Linked DNA regions of Macaca mulatta: region 2 is linked to region 1. Evidence: chromatin contacts called from public Hi-C data. All regions are on one chromosome and are shown on one strand. The core of a region is the stretch at or near the end of the contact, and the rest is flanking DNA. Distances in the headings are between cores, read along the strand shown.

What was found. A called contact is a pair of places that touch in the nucleus more often than the background predicts.
Region 2: a Hi-C map of fetal cortex germinal zone shows a contact between it and region 1, with 2.2 times the contacts expected there. The contact joins the promoter of RNF212B here to the promoter of CDH24 in region 1. A contact is called at or near these places in 4 of 14 Hi-C or Micro-C datasets (CD4 T cells, blood, fetal cortex germinal zone and 1 more).

What each region holds. Positions count from the first base shown.
Region 1 is chr7:96,149,533-96,153,385 of T2T-MMU8v2.0, forward strand. CDH24 (cadherin 24) reads right to left here and starts at 1,760. Exons shown (of 14, transcript XR_013396104.1): 1 at 1,624-1,760; 2 at 253-304; 3 at 1-78. ACIN1 (apoptotic chromatin condensation inducer 1) reads right to left here. Exons shown (of 17, transcript XM_077940685.1): 17 at 2,781-3,687. The coding sequence ends at 3,361. It also overlaps LOC114679672.
Region 2 is chr7:96,280,011-96,283,863 of T2T-MMU8v2.0, forward strand. It overlaps RNF212B (ring finger protein 212B), which reads left to right and starts at 2,252. Exons shown (of 16, transcript XM_077940715.1): 1 at 2,252-2,400. SLC7A8 (solute carrier family 7 member 8) reads right to left here and starts at 59. Exons shown (of 11, transcript NM_001257753.1): 1 at 1-59.

The DNA.
Region 1 (3,853 bases), core at 510-3,009:
GGCCGGGCCAGGCCACGTGGCCCATGAGCAGCTGGGGCGGAGGGGAAGATGCGTTGAGGCTACCCCATGGATCCACACCTGCAGGACAAGCAGCTGCTCAGGCTCAAGGAAACCCCTAGCCCTCCTCCCCCCAGAATTAGATGCTGAAGACCAGACCTCCAAGGAACGAGACACTCCACTGCCCAGAACTCAGACTAACACACAGAGCAGAGAGGCTGATCTTTCCTCTACCCAGGCTCTGCATGTATTCACCTCCAGCTCTCCAAGCTGATAAATCTCTGGTCAGTCAACTCCGAGTAGAGAACTGGGGAGGAACACAGCAGAGGGGATGCTGGGAGGGCTTGGAATCCCAAATCTGGTCTCTGTCCTCCCAGGTTGGGCATGTAGCCAGGTATTGGAGGAGGCGGGGCTACCAGAGAAAGGGCTTAAAATTACAGAGTTGGGATTCATGGAGGTGTGGCCTTAAGGTGTCTAGGGTCAGGATGAGATGACAAGGAGAGCAGCCTCAGGTGGGGTTGAGAGTGGGAGAAAGTCCCTCCCACAAGGGGGAGCCCCACTTCTCTAGGCCCTGTCTCCAGCCCACACTGCCAGTGCAGTCCTTGAAGGGGGACTGGGCTCATGAGACAGGAGTTGGGAGCCAGAGCTGAAGGAAGAGGATACAGGGTGGGGGACAGGGGGAGGTGACCGGGGAGGGAGGCCGACCCAGAGGCTAGAGATACAGCATGACTGACAGCTAGACTGACTCAGGGACTGTCCAGCAGAGACAGAAATGACTGGATGAGAGACAGAAACAGAACAGTGGCAAGAGACAGAATGAGAGAGACCAGGGCAGCAGCCTGGGTGTCTGAAGGTAGAGAGGAGTCCTAGGGGCCAGGCTTGGAAACAGGTCACCCGGGGCAGTTCCGGGCAGGCAGTGGCAGCTCTCAGCTTCGGGGGTGTCAAGTCAGGCCTCAGGAACTTAATTCTGGGAGAAGGAGCAGACAGGAGGGGTGGAGGCAGGGAGGGGCCGCGGGAAGGGAGCTAGAGAGGAGACCCTTCCCACTGCTGTCCTTTCTCCCAGGGGTGGGTGGGGGGACCCCTCAGGTAGCTGTGGCTTCTGCCCCTCCTCCCTCAGAGCAGACATACACCTGACAGTCCCTTTGCTCCCGAGGGAAGGGGGAAGCCGGAGGAAAGCTGGGGACCAGAGAGAAGGCGGGATGAGGAGGCGAGAAGGAAGGAGATAGAGGAGTGGGAAACAGGATAGCAGGAAGGGGAGAGGAGAGGGAGGGAAAGGAGAGCAAGAAAGAGAAAAGAGAAAGACAGCAAAGGGGAGAAAGGTAGAGAAAGAAAAAGGCAAAGAGGGAGAGGAGATGGAAAAAGGACAAGAGGGTGAGGGAAGGGTTGGGAGATAGAGGGAAGGGATAAGGAAGGCAAACAGGCAGAGAAGGAAGGGTGAAGAGAAATCGAGAGAAGAAAGAGGGAGAGAGGTGCGAGGGGAGAAGGGAAAGAGGCAGAGCGCGGGAGAAGGGAGTAGGCAGCGGGTTCCCAGCCACGGAGCGCACCCCTCCGAAGACCCCCTGGCTGCGGGCCCCCTGCTGCCCCTCCGCGGATTCCCGACCCCTGCTCCGGGGCAGGCGCCCTTACCTGGCACTGCCGAGGGGCCCAGGCCGGCGGGAAGCACCCCCGCCCGCCCCCGTCGCCCGGTCCCGGGGGCGCAGCCCCGAGCCGATTGGAGCGGGCGCCGCGGCTCCGCTGCAGGTCTGAGCGGCCCCGGCGAGAACAAGGGAGCGAGACGGAGGGGGCGGGGGAAGGAGGCTCCGCCTGCGGAGAAACGAGGCGGCTCCGCGCCGCGCGGGAGAGAAGAGCCCAGCCTCCGACCCTCCCCGGCCAGCCGGGCCCGCGCGGCGGGGGCGGAGGCGGCGCCGCGCGTCCGCCCCCTCGGCGCTCCTGGGCTGCGGGGCGCATACAGATGTGGCGCCCCTCCCGGACTGGGCCCGCAGCGCCCGGCAGAGCACTCGGGCGGGAGGACGTCCAGGCCACGGCGCCCGGCCATTTCCGAAGAGCTGGCGGGGCGGGTGCACCCGGGAACGCGAAGCTGCCAGCCTGCCGCCCGCAGCGGACAACGGGTGAGCGCACTGTGAGGTGGGGAATTCCGAGCCCACTGCGGAGAGACCCGGCTCCGGGCTCCGGGCTCCCGGTTCCTGTCTGGCTTTTGGGACTGATGGGGATTCCATCTGCAAGGCGGTGGCGTTTTGAGAGCCCGTGGAGAGCACGGTAGCAGGTCAGCTGGGGGACACTTAAGGACGGCAAGGGTCCAGAGAGTCCGAGGCCCGGGCCCAGGGAGCGGTTCGGGGACAGAAGCACGACATCGGCGGGAGGGCGGAGGCGGGCAGTAGAGCCCTTTTTGGGAAGCTCGGTTACCGGGGCCAACAGAGCGAGGAGCTGCTGCCCCCTGGCGGCAGTTGTGGGAAACACCAAGGTGGCAGGCAGGTGATCAAATCCCTGATTTAACCGTGCACAGGACCATGAACCAGAGGAGAACCCACCCTCCTAGCCCTGCTGGGGTGCCGCCACGGACACAGGTTGCCCCATTTCCCAGTGGGGCCTTCCCAAATGAGGAAGGTCCACAGCTTTGGGCTGGTCAGGGCCAAGGCAGGGGATGGAAGACAGTGGGAAGTTCCTGTTTCAGTAAGCAGGAGGCAGTCAGCCTAAAGGAACACATGGTATGGGAGCAACTCCTACTCCAGGCTACAGATATCCACAGTGTGGCTTAACCTGCCCAACGAAAGCCACTCACACAGTTTAAAACTAAGTCAGATTTTTATTTTTTTTCCATAGACCACATCATTTAATAATAAAAAAAATAAAAATAAAAATTGAACAAAAGGAAAAGGTGGATATAAAGTGGAACCTGTGGGAAAGAGACAAGGGCTGCAGGACAGAAGAGACTGGGAACTGCAGGGGCCCTGGGACTCAGGAGGAGATGCTGATTCAGCTCATAGGTGACCCAGTCCTGGCCCCGGCTGTTCCCAAGAGAAGGCTGTAAGTACCCAGGGAGGTGGTAAGCAGGATGGAGGAAAAATCAGAGGACTAGGGCACCTGGCTGTTCCCCATCTCTGGCCAACCGCCTCCTTGCCTAACCTAGCTCTTGCCTCTCAGACTTAATGGGAAATGAGAGGGAGGGGAGGGCTGTCCCAAGAGATAGGTTAAGGGGGTGTGTTTGGGGGGAAAGGATAGCCACCGTTCCATTTGGTATGTATGTAGGGGCAGGTGGTGTGAAAGACCCTTGGCTCCAGGGTGGTGGAGACTGTGCCTATCCCTCTGTGGCCGTAACCCCCTGGGGCCGAGTGGCTGGTACCTGCAGCTCTAGTGTTTTCCCCGCTAGCGGCGCCCACCCCGGTCCCGCACAGGTGTGCTCCGACTCCGGCTTCTGCTGTGCCGCTTGGTGTCCCTGCGATCCCTTTCTCTGCCTCGTTCTCGGTCCCTTTCCCTATCCCGATCTCGGTCCCCCCTGTCCCGCTCTCTTTCTCTCTCTCTCTCCCTGTCCCTCTCCCGACTGTGCTCCCGACGTTTCTCTCGCTCCAGCTGCCGGTTCCGTTCACGCTCGGCTTCCTTCTCCCGCTCCTTTTGCTCTTCTTCTTCTTGCTCCTTTCGCCGCTTCTCCCGCTCCTTGGCCCGTTCGGCCCGCTCTGCCTCCTTCTGAACGATCTGCAGCCAGGTAGGAAAGGCACAGAGTAGGCAGCTCAGTCCTGGTCACAGCCTCCATTTGTGCCTGGACCCCGCCTCCTAGCTCAGGATCAGCTTTTCAGTTAAGCAGGAAGGGTTTGGGGGTTCAGCAATTGCATCCTTTCTTAGAGCACCTTTCTCCAAGTTT
Region 2 (3,853 bases), core at 1,002-3,501, 130 kb after region 1:
ACACTTTCTGGTCACTCGTGTTTACAAACAAGAAAAGTGTTGCTTTAAAAAAAAAAAAAGGCCAGGGGAGACATACATTTAAATATAAAAATAGAACTGTGCCAGCGACTCCGGCTGGAATTCTGCTGAAAAGGATGTGTCTTCAGAAACCAGGATGGTTCAAACTGCTGTGTGCACCAGGCAGTGGTTTATTCCAGAGCTTCAGAAAGAGAGCCTGGATTTCCCTTCACCTCTCCCCCTAATAAAACAGGAGATTGCCTTTACCTCCCCTTAGTTTTTTCTTTTATGATAAAGACAAAAGTAGTTTTCATTAACGGTAGGAAAAAAGGGCAGTCTTCAGGTACTTTCTTCTCTTCCAGAAAAACAAACTGTGAACCTGACGGTGTTGCTCTAGATCTGGTTTCCACCTGCTATGGATTTCTTTTCCCTTCCCCGTCTTCTGCTTCCGCCTTTCCCAGATGTCCTCTTCTTTCTCGCTGTTCTTCGTGCGCTTGTTTTCCTCTTTTCGATCCCCGTTCTACTGCACAGCCGGCCCCATCCCTCTGGGTTTCGGGAGAGTGGCTTCTCCACACACTAACGTGCTTCTCTTTAGCGAGGGGTTTTATTCGCCCGCCGAGGCTCCGCCCCTACCTCCTCTGCTCCCCTCCATCCTCAGTCCCGTCTCCTCCCTCCTCTGCAATTGAAGTATTAGCACAGAGCCCCCAAACAGCACTGAGAAAATGGACTAAGTTATTTCCTTTTGCAATCGTCTCTCGCTTTCTCCATCTTTCTCCTTGCAACCAAGTGGAAGTAAACTCCTTCCACGTCAACTGTTCCGGGAGAGCTCATTAGCTAGTATAATGTTACAGGTCATACAGCATCTGTGAGCTTTATAAATAAGGGAACAGTTGTGCAGATACTTTTAATGCCATCAGAAATAAACTAGCCAAATGTGTTAAAATATTTAGGACTAGATCATTTGAGAATACAGGAGAGAACGTTGAAGAGACATCTTCGAGTTTCCTAAAAACAGGCGGAATCGACGGGTGGGGGAGGGAAATGGAAGGAATTAACAATGGGAAAAAGGTTCTTTTAGTGTAATTGTTAGCTACTAAGAGTACAGAATAAACAAAATCGCCAGGAGCGGTGGCTGACGCCTGTAATCCCAGCGCTTTGGGAGGCTGAGGGGGGAAGGATCATGTGAGCCCAGGAGTTTGAGACCCTGTGCAACAGAGCCATACCCCATCTACTAAAAGTTTTAAAATTAGCCGGGTGCAGTGGTGCAGGCCTTGTGGTCTTAGCTACTCAGGAGGCTGAGGCTGGAGGATTGCTTGAGCTCAGGAGGTCAAGGCTGCAGTGAGCTGTGATGAGGCTACTGCACTCCAGCCTGGGAGGTAGAGCAAGACCCTGTCTCAAAAACAAAACAAAACAAAACAAAAAGCCAGAAAAACCACATGCACATACAAAAAGATAAAAAACAAAATCACCAGGTAGCCTTGTTCACAGCTCTTATTTAGGGCTGGCTGAAACATTAAAAAAAAATGACTCAAACTGCGGTTCTGCAACTTCTAATATTTTTGCGCTATAAACTATTTGAAAAGCACACATGGGGAATTATGAGTACATCGCTGATCATGAAACAGACTTATTGATGTTAGAATAACTATCTTATTACCATATTGAAATTATGCCTCTACTTCCCTGAAGAATTTCACTCAGAAACTGCTGCCTTAAGGTGAGAGCAACAATGTCTATTCATAATTGTAAAGTATTTCAAAAAAACAGTATAAAGCAATATAGTGGACAACACTATAAGTCTAAAATAAAGTTAATTTTAGCCTTATTAAATATATTATGCAAAATTATTTAATTTTAAAGTGGGCCTAAAAAATAAAGTTCCCCCAAACTGACCTCTAACTACAGAAATTTGGCCTCACTTTCTGGAAAATGTTCCAAAAGATTTTGGGTTTTAAGGAAAATAAATACTTAATTCCTTAAAATGAGGTTGGTTGAGCTATCGTAGCAAAACCTTTTTCAAATGGGGTAAAGTTCAATCAGCAGTCATCTGCCCCCTTGATAACTCAGCAAGTATTAAGAGGTTTCAAAGGTTGGGAGGAACTTCCTCTCCTCCTTTTGCTAGTTCAAGATACAGCAAATTGAAAGGCTCAGCAAAAAAAAAAAAACCAAAAAAAAACACCAAACAAAAAATCCCAGACAAGGCAGGGAATATATAGCACAAAACTCCATGGGAGGGAATGAGTCATGGGAAATGAAAAAATGTTGAATTTGCCTCTAGCCTTTCCTGACAACCTTAGAAAGCACTGAGGGAAAATCTGGTGGATTCATTTGTAAGCATTCAGCTTTGAAGACTTCTGCTCAGATTTCAACATCATCGTATAAAACAAATAATGCTTCTCAAACGTGAGGTCCTTCAGTAATGTTTGGTAGTTGTAATTTATATGATGCAGACTTAATGTGGGATAAAACATGAATGTGATGAATTTGAGGTCTCTTGCTAAAACCAGTGTAAACTGATAACAATAAGGTAAGCTTTAGCCTTCTCAAATTATGAACTAAGAAGTTTAGGGGGTTATGGGATCAAATACATTCTTGGAATACAGTGGTACTAGGTGCACACGTTGAAAAGGAAGAGTTGCTGAAGATTAGTATTTCTATTTCTTTAGCATTTGGAATTTATAAGTGGCTTATTACCATCTATTACTGGTGCAATGTAATATTTAGGAAAGGGGCTGGGCATGGTGGCTCATGCCTGTAATTCCAGCACTTTGGGAGGCCAAGGCAGGTGCAGTGCTTGAGCTCAGGAGTTCAAGACCAGCCTGGGCAATATGGTGAAACCCCATCTCTACAAAAAATACAAAAATTAGCTGGGTGTGATGGCTCACGCCTGTAGTCCCAGCTACTCAGGAGGCTGAGGTGGGAGGATCGTGTGAGCCCGGGAGGTTGAGGCTGCAATAAGCCAAGATCGAACCACTGCACTCCAGCCTGGGTGGCAAAGTGAGACCCTGTCTTTAGAAAAACCAAACCAGGCCGGGCTCGGTGGCTCAGGCCTGTAATCCCAGCACTTTGGGAGGCCAAGGCGGGCGGATCACGAGGTCAGGAGATCGAGACCATCCTGGCTAACACGGTGAAACCCCGTCTCTACTAAAAATACAAAAAAATTAGCCGGGCGTGGTGGCGGGTGCCTGTAGTCCCAGCTACTTTGGAGGCTGATGCAGGAGAATGGCGTGAACCCGGGAGGCGGGGCTTGCAGTGAGTCGAGAACGCGCCACTGCACTCTAGCCTGGCCTACAGAGTGAGACTCCATCTCAAAAAAAACCAAAACCAAAACAAACAAACAAAGCTAGGAAAGGAATCTCCCCACTTTCCAAGGGATCATTATTTATGTTAAGTACCACTCTTGAGGTTGGAATCTTTTTGTGACATAAACTCTTAAGTGTATCAAAATTCCATGTGACTAACATTGAACACAAGGCAGAAAGAAAAGCCTTGGTGTAATATGTTGACAAAAATCTGTAAAAAATTACAAACTAATGTTTATTTGATTTTGAACACTGTTTTTTGTTTTTTGTTTTTGAAACGGAGTCTCACTCTGTCACCCAGGCTGGAGTGCAGTGGTGCGATCTCGGCTCTCGGCTCACTGCGACCTCTGGCTCCTGGGTTCAAGTGATTCGCCTGCCTCAGCCTCCTGAGTAGCTGGGATTACAGGCGCCTACCACCACTCCTGGCTAATTTTTGTGTTTTTAGGTTTCACTACGTTGGTTAGGTTCATCTTGGACTCCTAAACTCGTAATCCACCCGCCTCGGCCTCCCAAAGTGCTGGGATTACTCTATTCTGCATTTGACTTTATATTTT